Linked DNA regions of Rattus norvegicus: region 1 is linked to region 2. Evidence: chromatin contacts called from public Hi-C data. All regions are on one chromosome and are shown on one strand. The core of a region is the stretch at or near the end of the contact, and the rest is flanking DNA. Distances in the headings are between cores, read along the strand shown.

Region 1 (6,115 bases), core at 3,339-5,838, 110 kb after region 2:
GTTAAATGCTTGCCGTCTTATCTCTCCTCATCTAGGCTTGCCACCGTACACTTTGCTTCAGATAGTCCCCCCTGTCTCTTTCTGCTTGATTTTGCCTGATGTCATCTACTCTGTTCTTGCATTGTTTCATCTCTGTAGTACAGTCATTCCATCCTGTCCTCTCCTGGTCTTCCACTTTCTGCACTGTTTTTAATCTTTAATTCCCATTTATTATGCCATCCTCTCCTCTCCCTCTCCTTCCCCTCTCTCTTTCTCACATCTTCATTCAGTTATATTACCTTCTCTTTTCTCTTGATTTCTACCCTAACTCTTCTCTTTTCTCCAGTTGTTACATCTGCCATCTCTGTCTTGTTACTCCAGGCAAGCCCACCTTTTAGAATAGTTTCTGCTTTATTTGTTTAAATAAAAGGAGATGTATCTAGCCACACTTTATTTATGAATTTTCCCCAACTACAGCATGTATTTAATAAGAACACATGTTTCTTTAAGTTTATTAGTTTTGACCCTTTTAACCAGCTGGCAACCATTCACGCAGTGAAATTTATAGAGTCCAGACATACCCCATATCCACTAATAACTGATACATGAAAACTAGAATACTGACTCCATCTCTCCTCACAGTAGAATCTTCCATTTTCACGGTCATCCCTCATGGATGTGCCACCATGAGGGAAGGTAGTGTATTCTCTTTTCTCTCCTCCCAGCACTGTGGAAGAAGCCAGTTGCCAGCAGTTGTGACCCTGGCATCCTGCTACATTTTTCTACATTACAAGTTTCCTAGTGCCATATCTCAAAGAGAAAGGTAAATCCTAAAATTTACTTTGGTCTTTAATCTCCAAGACCTCCTCCTGGAGCAAAATAGCAAAACAGGCCTTGCTATCTAGCTGGGATCAAGCAGGTGAGGATTCAAGGGGACCTGAGTTATAATTAAAATTATCTGCTAACTTATTCTCATTATAGCTCATCAATGCCATTGGAAATTAGATTCTCAAACACCAATTCCTAATGTTACCTGAAGAGTGGGGACAGCATATGATTCCTCAACTTTGAAGTGTCAGACAATGAGGAAAGGAACGAGATAAATCTATTTTTCAATACCACACCAGGAATCAATGGAGCCCTAAAGAGTGAAATGGACTGATTGCTACAGAAAGTCAAAGCATTCTATTCTTCTCCCTTCTGAGACATGTTATCCTACGACTCTGTGCTGAGTTAATTATAACACCTAGCAGGTGCTTCTTCCTCTCAGAATAGTGGAAGAAGAAGGAGGAAGAGGAGGAGGAGGAAGAGGAGGAGGAGGAGAGGAAGAAGAAGAGGAGGAGGAGGAAGAAGAGGAGGAGGAGGAGGAAGAGGAGGAGGAGGAAGAGGAGGAGGAGGAAGAAGAGGAGGAGGAAGAAGAGGAGGAGGAAGAAGAAGAGGAAGAAGAGGAGAAAGAAGAGGAGAAGGAGGAGGAGGAGGAGGAAGAAGAGGAGGGAGAGGAGGAAGAGGAAGAAGAGGAGGAAGAAGAGGAAGAGGAGGAGGAAGAAGAGGAAGAGGGGGAGGAAGAAGAGGAAGAGGAAGAGGAGGAAGAAGAGGAGAAAGAGGAGAAGGAGGAGGAAGAAGAGGAGAAAGAGGAGAAGGAGGAGGAAGAAGAGGAGGGAGAGGAGGAAGAGGAAGAAGAGGAGGAAGAAGAGGAGAAAGAGGAGGAGGAGGAGGAAGAAGAGGAGGAAGAGGAGGAAGAGGAAGAAGAGGAGGAAGAAGAGGAGGAGGAGGAGAAGGAAGAGGAGGAGGAGGAGTAGATAGACATAGAAGGAAAACAGTGAGTGAGTAAAACTCCTGCCTGTGTTGGGGCCAAGGCATGAATACAACACCAAGACAGAGTTTTCCCATTTACATCCAGCAACCTAAGAATGCAAGTTTTCACATAGTTCTGACTTTCAGATTCATATATTTTCCATAGTCCTGAGTGTTGTGTCATGGTTTTAGCTTATTTATAGCTTCCTGGTTTAGGAAATGTCAACTTCTGGTGGGTAAGTATGTGCAAGAGGATGTTGTAGCAGTACATGAAGTTGAGTTATGGGAAAGGGGACAAAGAGAGTTGGGGAAGTGTTCATCAAAATGAAGAGTGCAGGAAGAAGATATATGGCCACCTCTGAGCTTACAATTCAGAGTAGGGAATGTGACAGGAGAAAACACCTGATACGGCAGAACAAGGAAGAGGCAAGCAGACTAAAGCTGAAAGCAAGACACCACACATTGGAAAACGTTTGTATAGTGCAATTAAGGACTGACATAGAAATGAATCTTTAATTCTTCTCAGTTGCGATGTTATAGGAGTCTCAGGATGATTTGAAAGAAAACAAATACAAATTGGACTTGCTGTTTTGTTTTTTTTTTTTAAAGACGTTTTATTGATGTTATTCATGGCTGGACACCACAAAACCTATGCTATGAATATCTCCAATCTGGATTTCAACTCTGTTTAAAAAATTTATGTCAAAACTTGAAAAACTTGTCTACTGGACATTCCCTAAGCACCTACAATCTTTACGATCACTTTAACTCCCTTGGAGATTCAGGAGTCCATGTGACCGGTATCCCTAAGGGAGGAATGTGTGCCTCAGCGCCCCCTAGTGACACTGTCCTGAGCATTTCATAGAGATGTGCAGGAATGACATTATATACCAATTCACACACGGTGATATAGCTCAACACAGTAACTTACAACACACAATTTACCTTTATGACCATGCAAGGTTTAAACAGTGTTAAATTTCACCCAGATGTGATTAAAAAAAAACACAAACTCTCAGAAACCTGTATTTCCTCATCTGTGAGGATAATAGGGGGAAATACCAGCAAGAAGTGTTTATTGGGCTGCTGAATAGCACATCCAAAACTTTCTCTGCTTTGGAGTAAGATGGGCCTTCCCACATGTGTGTAGTCATAAAGAACCACGCAAGTACAGAAGAGCTTAGATTCCTTTCCTGTGTTCTCTATTTAGACACCCCTTGGACAAGCAAGCCCAGAGAAATCGTGCTCACCCTCTGTCAAGGTCGCTTCTCTTCTCTTCCTGCCCATGATCCCTGGTGTTCTCTGGTGTCTACTATTGTGGTCCCTGCTAGCACAATGACTATTGAGTCATTGTGTTTCTGGGGCTCTCAGGATTGTAAATGACTGAAGGTCTGATGACAAGGTCCACAGTGGACTTTTAGCTACTAGTGTACAAACGTGCTCTCTGTCCCAGCCCCATTCAAATTTTCTTCTTTTCATTTTTCAGACCCAACTGTATTGAATAAGTAATTATTATGTCTATAATAGTGACAATAGCTCCCAAAAGAGGTGAAAAAAATAAGTAGTGAAAAAAATCTTAGAGGGTCCGAATACTTTTTATTTTTCTGGCTTTGAGCCTAACACTCCGGGTAATCCACTCACCCATGTGGGTTGCTGCTGTGAAGGGTAAACTATTTCATAGCCTTAGACTCAAAGACAATGCAAACGTATCAAAGGTTTAACCTGCCAGCTGGTGAAAGACAAGTTCACCAAATAGAATTATAAGGCAACCTTCTACTGAATTTAGAAATTTAAATCAGGAGGCCATGGTTGAATAATACCATGCCAGATCACAGGGGCAGTTAGAGTAGATTTCCTGTCCCATTCAGCAACAGCTGTGCCTGGATCAAGTTAGTCAAATCCAATTTCTGCCTTCCAAAGGCACTGTGGGGGCCGATCCACCCACCTTCTCTGTCCACAAGGAGAGCTTTGTGGACAGCGTGCCTTTCCTCCCACCTCAAGTAAAAGTAGGTAGTACCCACCTCACTGGAGCTACCGCTGGCCCTGAGCATTTGCCCATGTCCTAGGAGGTCACGTCTGTATCTCCTTCCGTGATGCAGTAGAAACACATGTGGACTATCACACAGCACCCTGTTGCCCCTGCAGTGGAAGAGTGAGTAGGACACATCTATGACAAACCCTCCAGAAAGGGACCAGCCAAGTTCATCTCGTTCTGACTCCCTCGTTCTGACTGTACCACCGCCATGACCTAATCTGGGAGTTTACTTTCTCTCTCATGGCTACACGTTCAGACTTCAGAAGAAATCTATTACCGGTCTTTCTGAAACCCCAGCCCTTGCCTCAGAACTTTATCTTAATATCCATCACTCAGTGTCATATCTAAAGTTCATTCCAGACTCTGTAATGGCTCTAAGCACTAGCAGATTAATTAGTACTACTCTCCTCACACCAGGCTCACCCTGTCGAGACAGCCTTATAGGCACGGGAGTAAGTAGGGACCTGGCTTTGAATTCCGTGATGAATGATACAACACCCAAGCCGGAGAAACACCCTCCGAAACCCTGGATCCTCATTCCCTATCAGATGCCTATAAAGAACCCTAGATCATCCCCTGTCAAATTATTTATAGATGACAAGAAATATTTCTAATTATATCCATTCACAGCCACAGTCAGTGAATATTGTGCAAAGAGATTGCCAAAAATGGTTTTGCCAAGTAGGTCCCCAGCTAGGACAGCTGAGGTGGCTGCTGTGTTTGCAGAACGGCCTCTATAAAAGTGAAGCTTTGGTGCCTCTGTCCTGTCCTTCCTCAAATCCGTAAAGGTAAGTATGTGTGGCAGAACACTTGGCTAGTTGTGCACTCCTGATGTGAGGGAGTTTCCCTGTGAGGGAGATGGCTATTCCTTCCCAAGCATTAAGTACAGTCAACATCCCTGAGAAAGGCGTTGCATACAATATAGTTCTAAGATTTTGTGATTGAATAGGAAGAAAAATACCCAGTATCTCTCTTTTTTTCTTTCAACAGTACTTGTCTGACTCAGCCTGCCTCCTTCTTCATCTGGTAACACAAGAGGTAAGAGAAATTTATTATTACCTTCCGAAGAACAAAGGGCTTTCTCTATCGTAACATTTTAATGAGTGGCTATTTTGTTTTCTGCCTTTCTATTGGGCATAGGAGCGACTGGTCTTTTAAAATAGCTTCTCATGAAACTTTGCCTTTTAAAGCCATTTAATTGAACAAAGTTTTATGCCATTTCTCTTTTGCATTTTGTTGGAACTCGATGAAGAAGGCAACCCTCGTGTATATTTAATATGAACTGCTATGCAGTTCAATGAAAGAAGCTATATAGAAAAATGTAAAAAAAAAAAAAACCCAAACATTGTACCAGAACTCAAAATTTCTGGATGCCAATCTAGGCTTTTCACTGATTCAACTCCCTGGGCCATGCCAGCTAGCTTTTACGTGTCTTCAAACATGTGTGATTCAAGAGCATTAACACTAGGCCTGGACCTAGACTGCCAGGCTCATAGCTCACCACTGCCTCTTACCACCTCTTGGTGACCCTGGGTGACCCTTTACCTGGCTGAACCTTAGTTTTCTCATCAGTAAAATCAGAAGGGCAAGTTTAAGTTGGCTGCTAGTGTCTCTCTGGCTCTTGTCTAATATCTAAGTCAGTGGTTCCCAAGGACTCTTCCACCAATCAAAACGCTCAGTGGGTCTCCCATTTTCTGCATGAGGAGATGTATGTGAAGAACATATATATGTATATATAGAACATATAGGTTTGTGGTTAATATATTAAGTAAAACAAATTTAGAAAAAATAGAAAATCTATAGCTTACAAGGGAATAAATGTTAACTTGTTGACACTGGAGGTGATTACCACTTCGTGGACAGAGCCCAACACCACACAACAAAGTGAAGGCTTGTGACTCAAAGGTGACAAAGGACTGCGAGACAAGAGCAGAGGGATGGTGTCCTTTTGGTGCAGGATCCACTGCACAACATCAATCACTAGGGCAGAGTAATTGATTCAAATGTGCTTCATTAGCCCCGCCCCCAAACAAAGTCACAGAATAGCATTTGAAGGGAAAAATGCTAACACCCAACATTTCAATACCTGTCCCTTGAAAATAGGTCTCAATTTCCATGTCTCCCCATAAGCCTTTTGTTGATTCTAAGCTACAGTGTGTGGGAAATTTTGTATCTATGTTGGGAAGAGGGTCACTGTTTCTAAGAGAAGTCTGAGATGTTTTATGGAAAGTCTAGGAAAGATTGGAGCCTTTGTCATCACTGACAGTCACTATACCAACATGCTGTCCTCTGTCCTGTCCCCTCCTC
Region 2 (6,298 bases), core at 296-2,795:
GCTTGAACAGACCTTGTATCTCTCAAATCCTGAATCAGAGATTTAGGCTAGACTCGCCTTGCTAGTGTATGTGCATGTATCTTCACTTCGGTCACTTTCTATAAGCGTGTCTTGATGATCCTGGGGGAATCAATAATTCACCAAGGATGCCCTGAGATTCAACATGGGAACCACTCCGTGTTTCCCAAGGCACAGAAGGGATATAGTTAGAGACTAGGAAGGTCCACTGCCTTCTGGATAGTTACAGCTCATCACCCCCCATCACCCCACCCCGACCCCTTGCCTTGCCCTTCTTCCTTGTCCTTCCCTGCACTACCTTTCTTACCCCCTCCCACCCTCCCGCCCCCTGTCTCTGCCTCCAACTGGCAGAAGTGTCTTTGTCACTCACATCTTGGGTAACTGGAGCTCCTCAGCTGTTTGGGTCTTGGTTTGGAAGGACATTCCAGTGTTGTCCTGGCTCCTGGAACAGCTAGCCTCCCAGAGGACTTCACCTGTCAAAGCTGGGGGTTGACTTAGATTTCCTTATGAGAACTCTGTAAGAGAAATCGAAATAAAATAAATCACCATAAACGCCAGAGAAAGGCTCAGCGGAGCAATCCCAGCCCTTTGCTGAGATCTCCATTTCAAAATCAAACTTTTCCCTAAATCTATGGGTGGTGGGTGGGTGGGTGGCTCACTGGGTGGTCCTGGAAGCCATACAGGGGAAAAGCCACCAGAGAAAGATAGTGTTATCTCTCTGGGATGAGCAGAGCCCAGAGCCAGAGGCAGGATGGGAGGTGACAATCTAGAGAGATGGGACATTTTTAGTTAAGAATTGCCATTAATCTCCACAGGGCTTTAGAGATGGGAGTGGGATTTGTCTGAGCAAATAATTGGTCCTCTCGCTACTTTTCCCTCCCTCTCTCTATTCCTCTTTTTCTTTTGTTCTTCTAACCAACCTTAGACACTCCTTTATAAAATAAGGTTATTTGAAACCTTTAGCGCCATAATCTTTGCCCAGGCTTTGCCTGTGCTCCCTGGGGGACAATGACTTGTAGAACAAGCCAGCAGCTCTCAGGGCCTATACACAACTGACGATGAGCCCTGGTATAAAGCAAGGGCTTAGGGCGCAGGCTGGCTGTGACAAATATTACCTCCTGACACTGATGTTGGGGACAAATACACAGGAGTAAGAATGGGTATGGGATGGGATGTCGGTTTTGAGGTGAGCCCAAAAGTACTCTGAAAATGTGCATTTAAGCTTCTTTTTTTTTAAAAAATTGTGTCAAGCACTCCCAGAGGCAGAATTATATACTTTATGAGCTTGTACAACACTGCTGTCAAACAAAAACAAGCAGGAGAAACAAGGACTTTTAAGATAGTCTCCAGGGTCTAATACCAGCAAGCACTTAGTGATCTTGTGTGGGGACAAGGAACCTTGGACAGGCTGCATTCCTGTGCCTGGCGCCAGGGTCCTTTGGCATTATCGTCTTACACAGGGAGAAGCAAGAATGTCTTTATAATCCAAGGCCTGGGCTCCCTTTCCTTGATCCCTCTGGGGTAAGAAATCCGAGGACAGGATGAGCCTGCCAGGCATGGCCTCTTGACTCTGAATCTGGCTGAGAGCTGGGGCCAGAGCTACAGCGCCTGCTGGGAATGTCCTCAGAAACTCTATCAGGTCAAGCGACCTCAGTTGATCTGCCCGACACTGGGTTTCTCTGTCGACCCTCGTCAAGGAAACCGAACTCAATTCCGTCATGCTATACTCATTGCTTGTTATTACGAACCCACTCTGCATCTTCTGAGCACTTCCCTATGTGCTGTGCACAGTACTGAGTCCCTCACACGTCCTTCCATTCCCTTTTCAGGCTCTCGAGATAGGTGCTAGTCTTACCTCTGTTCTATGAATAAAGAGCCTTTCGAGGAAGGAAATGATTTGCTAGAGCCACAAATAAATGAGGTTTAGGGGCTCAGAAAAGCTCTCTATTTGGGTATGCACCAAAGCCCATGTCTGCCTCCTCCACCCTATTCTTCAGAGCTCAGGCTACCACCAATGGTGATGGCAAGATGAGTAGGAAAGCACTGAGGTTTTCTGATGAGCCACGTCCGCTCCGTAGCATCCCAAGTTGGGATGTTAAAGACCCTTTATCCTCCATCTTTTCCTGTCGCTCTAGAGCAGTGTATCTGATATGAGATGCCTGTGGGGGTCTTGACCCACAGGTTGAGAACCTAGAGTGCTCTAGCGCATTCTGGCCTCCTTTCCTATTCCTCATCCCACCCAGTGGTCACTCTGGGCAGCTGACTCTTCTCCAAGACTCACCAAGCTTTCTTAGACCATGTGGTAAGCATGCTTTTGTGTGCTACCTGCTGGAATGACTGCTACTTCATTCTCTCAGGAAAACCTACCTTTTAGAAATAATGGCTGAGTGACTAAGGCCCTTGCTGCAGTTGCCGAGGGTGAGAATTCATCTCCCAGTATCCGTGTCAGGTGGCTCACAACCAACAGCGACTCTAGTTTCAGGGGATCCTATGCCTTCCTCTTGCTTGTGTGGATCCTCGCCATGTAAATACGTGTGCCCACACACATAAATAAACAGTAAATCTTTAAAAGCATGAACAAAAAAAATTGTTATCATCCACACCCAGTGGAAGACTTTTTCAACCTGGAGTGACCTTTCTCCCATCGCTATGATCATGCCACACTCCGAGAGCCTCAAGCCTCCCCACGTCCATATTGGCATTCTTAACCGGCCTTCCATAGGTTCTGTGGAAGCGTAGCTGTTTGCTTTTGCCGGGTCCTCCCTGCTTCGCCGTAGGTACTGACATCATGATTCTTAGTGCGTGTTGGATGCTCAAAGTACCTACAGCACAGATCGAGCTTAGTGGATAACATAAATTTAGAGTCTACTCGCAGACTCTGCGGCTCATGGTCATCGAACAGAAGGCACGTTACCCAAGACAAAATTAAAAGCCAAAGTGAGGTCAGACCCAGGGGTCAGCCCATTGGCAAGCCCTTAGCCTTAAGTGTAAACTCCATGTTGTAAATTCCATTTTTTTTTTTAACAAAAAATGGTCCAAGGAATGTTTGTCGCAACACTGAGCTTGGTGACGATCACCAAGGAAAGACTTTCATTCAGACATGCAACTGGAAGGGGGAGGGGTCACTACGTTGATGCAAATAATAGCCCTTCTGGATGTGTCCCATGGGGCTAAAAGGGCCTTTCCAATTAATCGAAAACCAGTTCTACACCGGCTATCCCAAGCCATGGACGAGCCCAATGCTTCAGGTTGATTAAAATAACAAGGTTGTGCCAGTAAACACTGCCACACAGAAATCAAGCTTAGTCATGAGTTTAGGTTCATGAATGGGCTGGGAGCTACTCGCAAGAACCCATTCCTTCCTTCCTCAGTCTTAGTTCCTAATAGGTGCCCTACACTGTGCCAGTCCCAGGAAGGTGGACAGACTCCTCATGGGAGAGAGTCTTAGGACTAAGCAGCTGATGCCCTTGTTAGGCACTTGGTGCTGCAGGACAGAGGGACATCTTTTAGAAAACCTTTTGCTCCCTGGGAAACTCATGGCCACACACATGCTGAGTGCCTACCTAGCATCCTTGCATTTGCTGCTGGAGCGGTCTCTCCCCTGATGTCTTCACGACTGCCATGCTCTACTCCATAGATGGCAACCTGATTCCTTCCTCACCAGTGTCACCTTCCCACATTCAGCACATCCCTTGACTTCGTTCTCCGCACTTCTGGAGTTACTGTCTTCGTTTGTACGCTTACTCACAATCTGCATGTACAATAGGTATAATCTCACACGATTATAAACTCACAGGAAACAGTTTTGCTTTTAATCGTCAGAGTTTGGAATATCTGGATATAGTCAATATTCACACAGAGTTGTGGAGGGAAGGTTATAGCTCAGCTTTCCCACGAGTGGGAGAGACAAGATTCTGCAGACATTGAAAGGGAACTAGAGGAGGTTGGAGTATGATCAGGAGTGAGGCCCCGGGTTTGTTTCCCCACGTTACATAAGCAGCTCAAAGAAAGCGAGAGCCAGCGACAGGCATGAACAGTAACTGATTATGAAAAATCTGTATTTGTTTCTGGAGCACAGTGACCCAAAATAAATGACCATGTGGCATTAGGCCAGAGGGCACCAATGAGGATGGAGATGCAGGAAAGGGCTTGTACAAGGAAATGGACTCCTGTATGACAGGGAGCAAGAGTTTATGAGGGAAGGCCACGAGGGAAGAACCTGCAAAGGCCGGCTGGATAACTCCAGGGTAGGTTCTCAATGCCAGCTGCAGAAAGTATTCTCAAAGACACAAAAGACTAAAAACTCAGCCAGCTGCATCTCCATCAAACACAATCATGTTTCGGGCTGGGGACTTAAGCTCAGTGACCGAGGGCTTGCCTAGCATGCACAGGATCCAAGGTTTGAACCCCAGTACATCAAAAATAGAAAATCATTATGTTCTAAAAGCAACAAGCCTCTAAAATTCTTAGATAATGTTATATTAATACCCAGACCTCTCTTTTCCAAGTTAATTTTTAAAAGACATTTTAATTATGCAGATGGGGGACTGGGCGGGCACTGAGGAGAACAGCTCTTCTCTGGGGACCCTGCGTGCAAGACACTCACAGCCCAGGCAGGCACAGCACATTTAATCAGATTTGGTACAGACTGTATATCTGCTGGTAGTGCTGAGACTTAATAAAAAGTGTGTTACTGAGGAGATCCGCTCTCAGAAAGGCAGGCTTGGCCATTAAAACACTTTAAAGCAGACCCAAAGGGGGCAGATACAAACCTTCATCCTATGTGCATTTTGGAAAAGTACAAAGAATATTGATTGGCATTTTAGGAGTGGAAATAGGCTCTTTTATGTCTCTTGCTTCTTTAAAAATGTATAAGCAAAGTCACAAAAAAAAAAAAATCCATCTGTGTTAATGGCGAGGTGGGAAGCATAGCGGCCTTGTGTGAGGGGGAGTGACACTGCAGAACTTTAAAAAGAAGCCGAGGGTGTCTAAAGGCAGATGAGAAACCTGGACGCTTCCCCGACACAGATCAGCTTCTGTTTGTGGCTCCTCTGGCCACTTGCTGCCATCCCTTCACTACTCAAGGATCAGCCGCTCCTTTCCAAGTATTAAGATGTCAGCGAAAATCTACCTTCTGGGGAAATTCAATCTGGGGTGATGAACTGCTGACGCGCTCGTAAAAATAGCTGTCAGGCATTCTGACTCCCCTCCTGACTCCTCCGGAAGAACCCGGGTGCGAGAGCAGAGTGGTGTGCGAGCCTCTGGACCATGTGCGCAGACGCACTTAGCCTGGGGTCAGGAAGTCAGGGGTTGGGGGTAGGACTGGGTTTCAGGGACTCTGGAAATTCGCAGAAATTGAACAAAAGCATCTTAGGTTTTTATAGAATTTTTAGGGGAAGTCTTTCATTAGAATCTCAGATGTTTGTGCCCCCCTCCACATCTCCAAATTAAGAACCACTCACTGCCTTGATATGTAAGGTCCACAGATATTTCACTCACTCTTAAAAATGATTTTTCATTGACTAAGAAATACTTAAACACACACACACACACACACACACACACACACATGTACACAGACAAACACATAAACTAAAGTCTCATGATGAAGCCCTGTTTGCCCTGGGACTTTTGAGGTAGGCCAATCTATTCTCAAATCTACAGAAATCTGCCTTTGCCTCCCAAGTGCTGGTCTTAAAGGCCTATACTGCCATTTCTTTCTTTCTTTTTTTTTTTTTTAAATTTTTTCCCTCCATCTTTATTAAATTGGGTATTTCTTATTTAAATTTCAATTGTTATTCTCTTTCCCGGTTTCCAGGCCAATATCCCCCTAATCCCTCCTCCTCCCCTTCTCTATGGGTGTTCCCCTCCCCAACCTCCCCCCATTACCGCCCTCCCCCCAACAATCACGTTCACTGGGGGTTCAGTCTTGGCAGGGCCAAGGGCTTCCCCTTCCACTGGTGATCTTACTAGGATATTCATTGCTACCTATGCAGTTGGAGCCGAGGGTCAGTCCATGTATAGTCTTTGGGCAGTGACTTAGTCCCTGGAAGCTCTGGTTGGTTGGCATTGTTGTTCATATGGTGTCTCAAGCCCCTTCAAGCTCTTTAGTCCTTTCTCTGATTCCTTCAACGGGGGTCCCGTTCTCAGTTCAGTGGTTTGTTGCTGGCATTCGCCTATGTATTTGCCATATTCTGGCTGTGTTATACTGCCATTTCTTGATCTTAAACATTGTTTTATGAAAAAACCTGAAGTTATAGATAGATAAGGCCATTTGTCT

What was found. A called contact is a pair of places that touch in the nucleus more often than the background predicts.
Region 1: a Hi-C map of the A7r5 cell line shows a contact between it and region 2, with 5 times the contacts expected there. The contact joins the promoter of Myh4 here to the enhancer-like site in region 2. A contact is called at or near these places in 9 of 12 Hi-C or Micro-C datasets (the A7r5 cell line, the Rat2 cell line, Schwann cells and 4 more).

Annotation. Positions count from the first base shown.
Region 1 is chr10:52,417,560-52,423,674 of GRCr8, forward strand. Myh4 (myosin heavy chain 4) reads left to right here and starts at 4,589. Exons shown (of 40, transcript NM_019325.1): 1 at 4,589-4,596; 2 at 4,799-4,846. It overlaps LOC102555216 (a long non-coding RNA gene), which reads right to left and starts at 4,383. Exons shown (of 3, transcript XR_357692.5): 1 at 4,232-4,383; 2 at 3,795-3,912.
Region 2 is chr10:52,310,771-52,317,068 of GRCr8, forward strand. It overlaps LOC103693350 (a long non-coding RNA gene), which reads right to left. Exons shown (of 10, transcript XR_005490317.2): 7 at 3,582-3,769; 8 at 2,386-2,581; 9 at 389-533. Among named protein-coding and RNA genes, the nearest start is that of Myh2, 42 kb to the right of the region's middle. Within about 2 kb of position 1,546, at least 2 of the 93 cell types and tissues checked have an H3K27ac peak or open chromatin away from gene starts, as enhancers often do.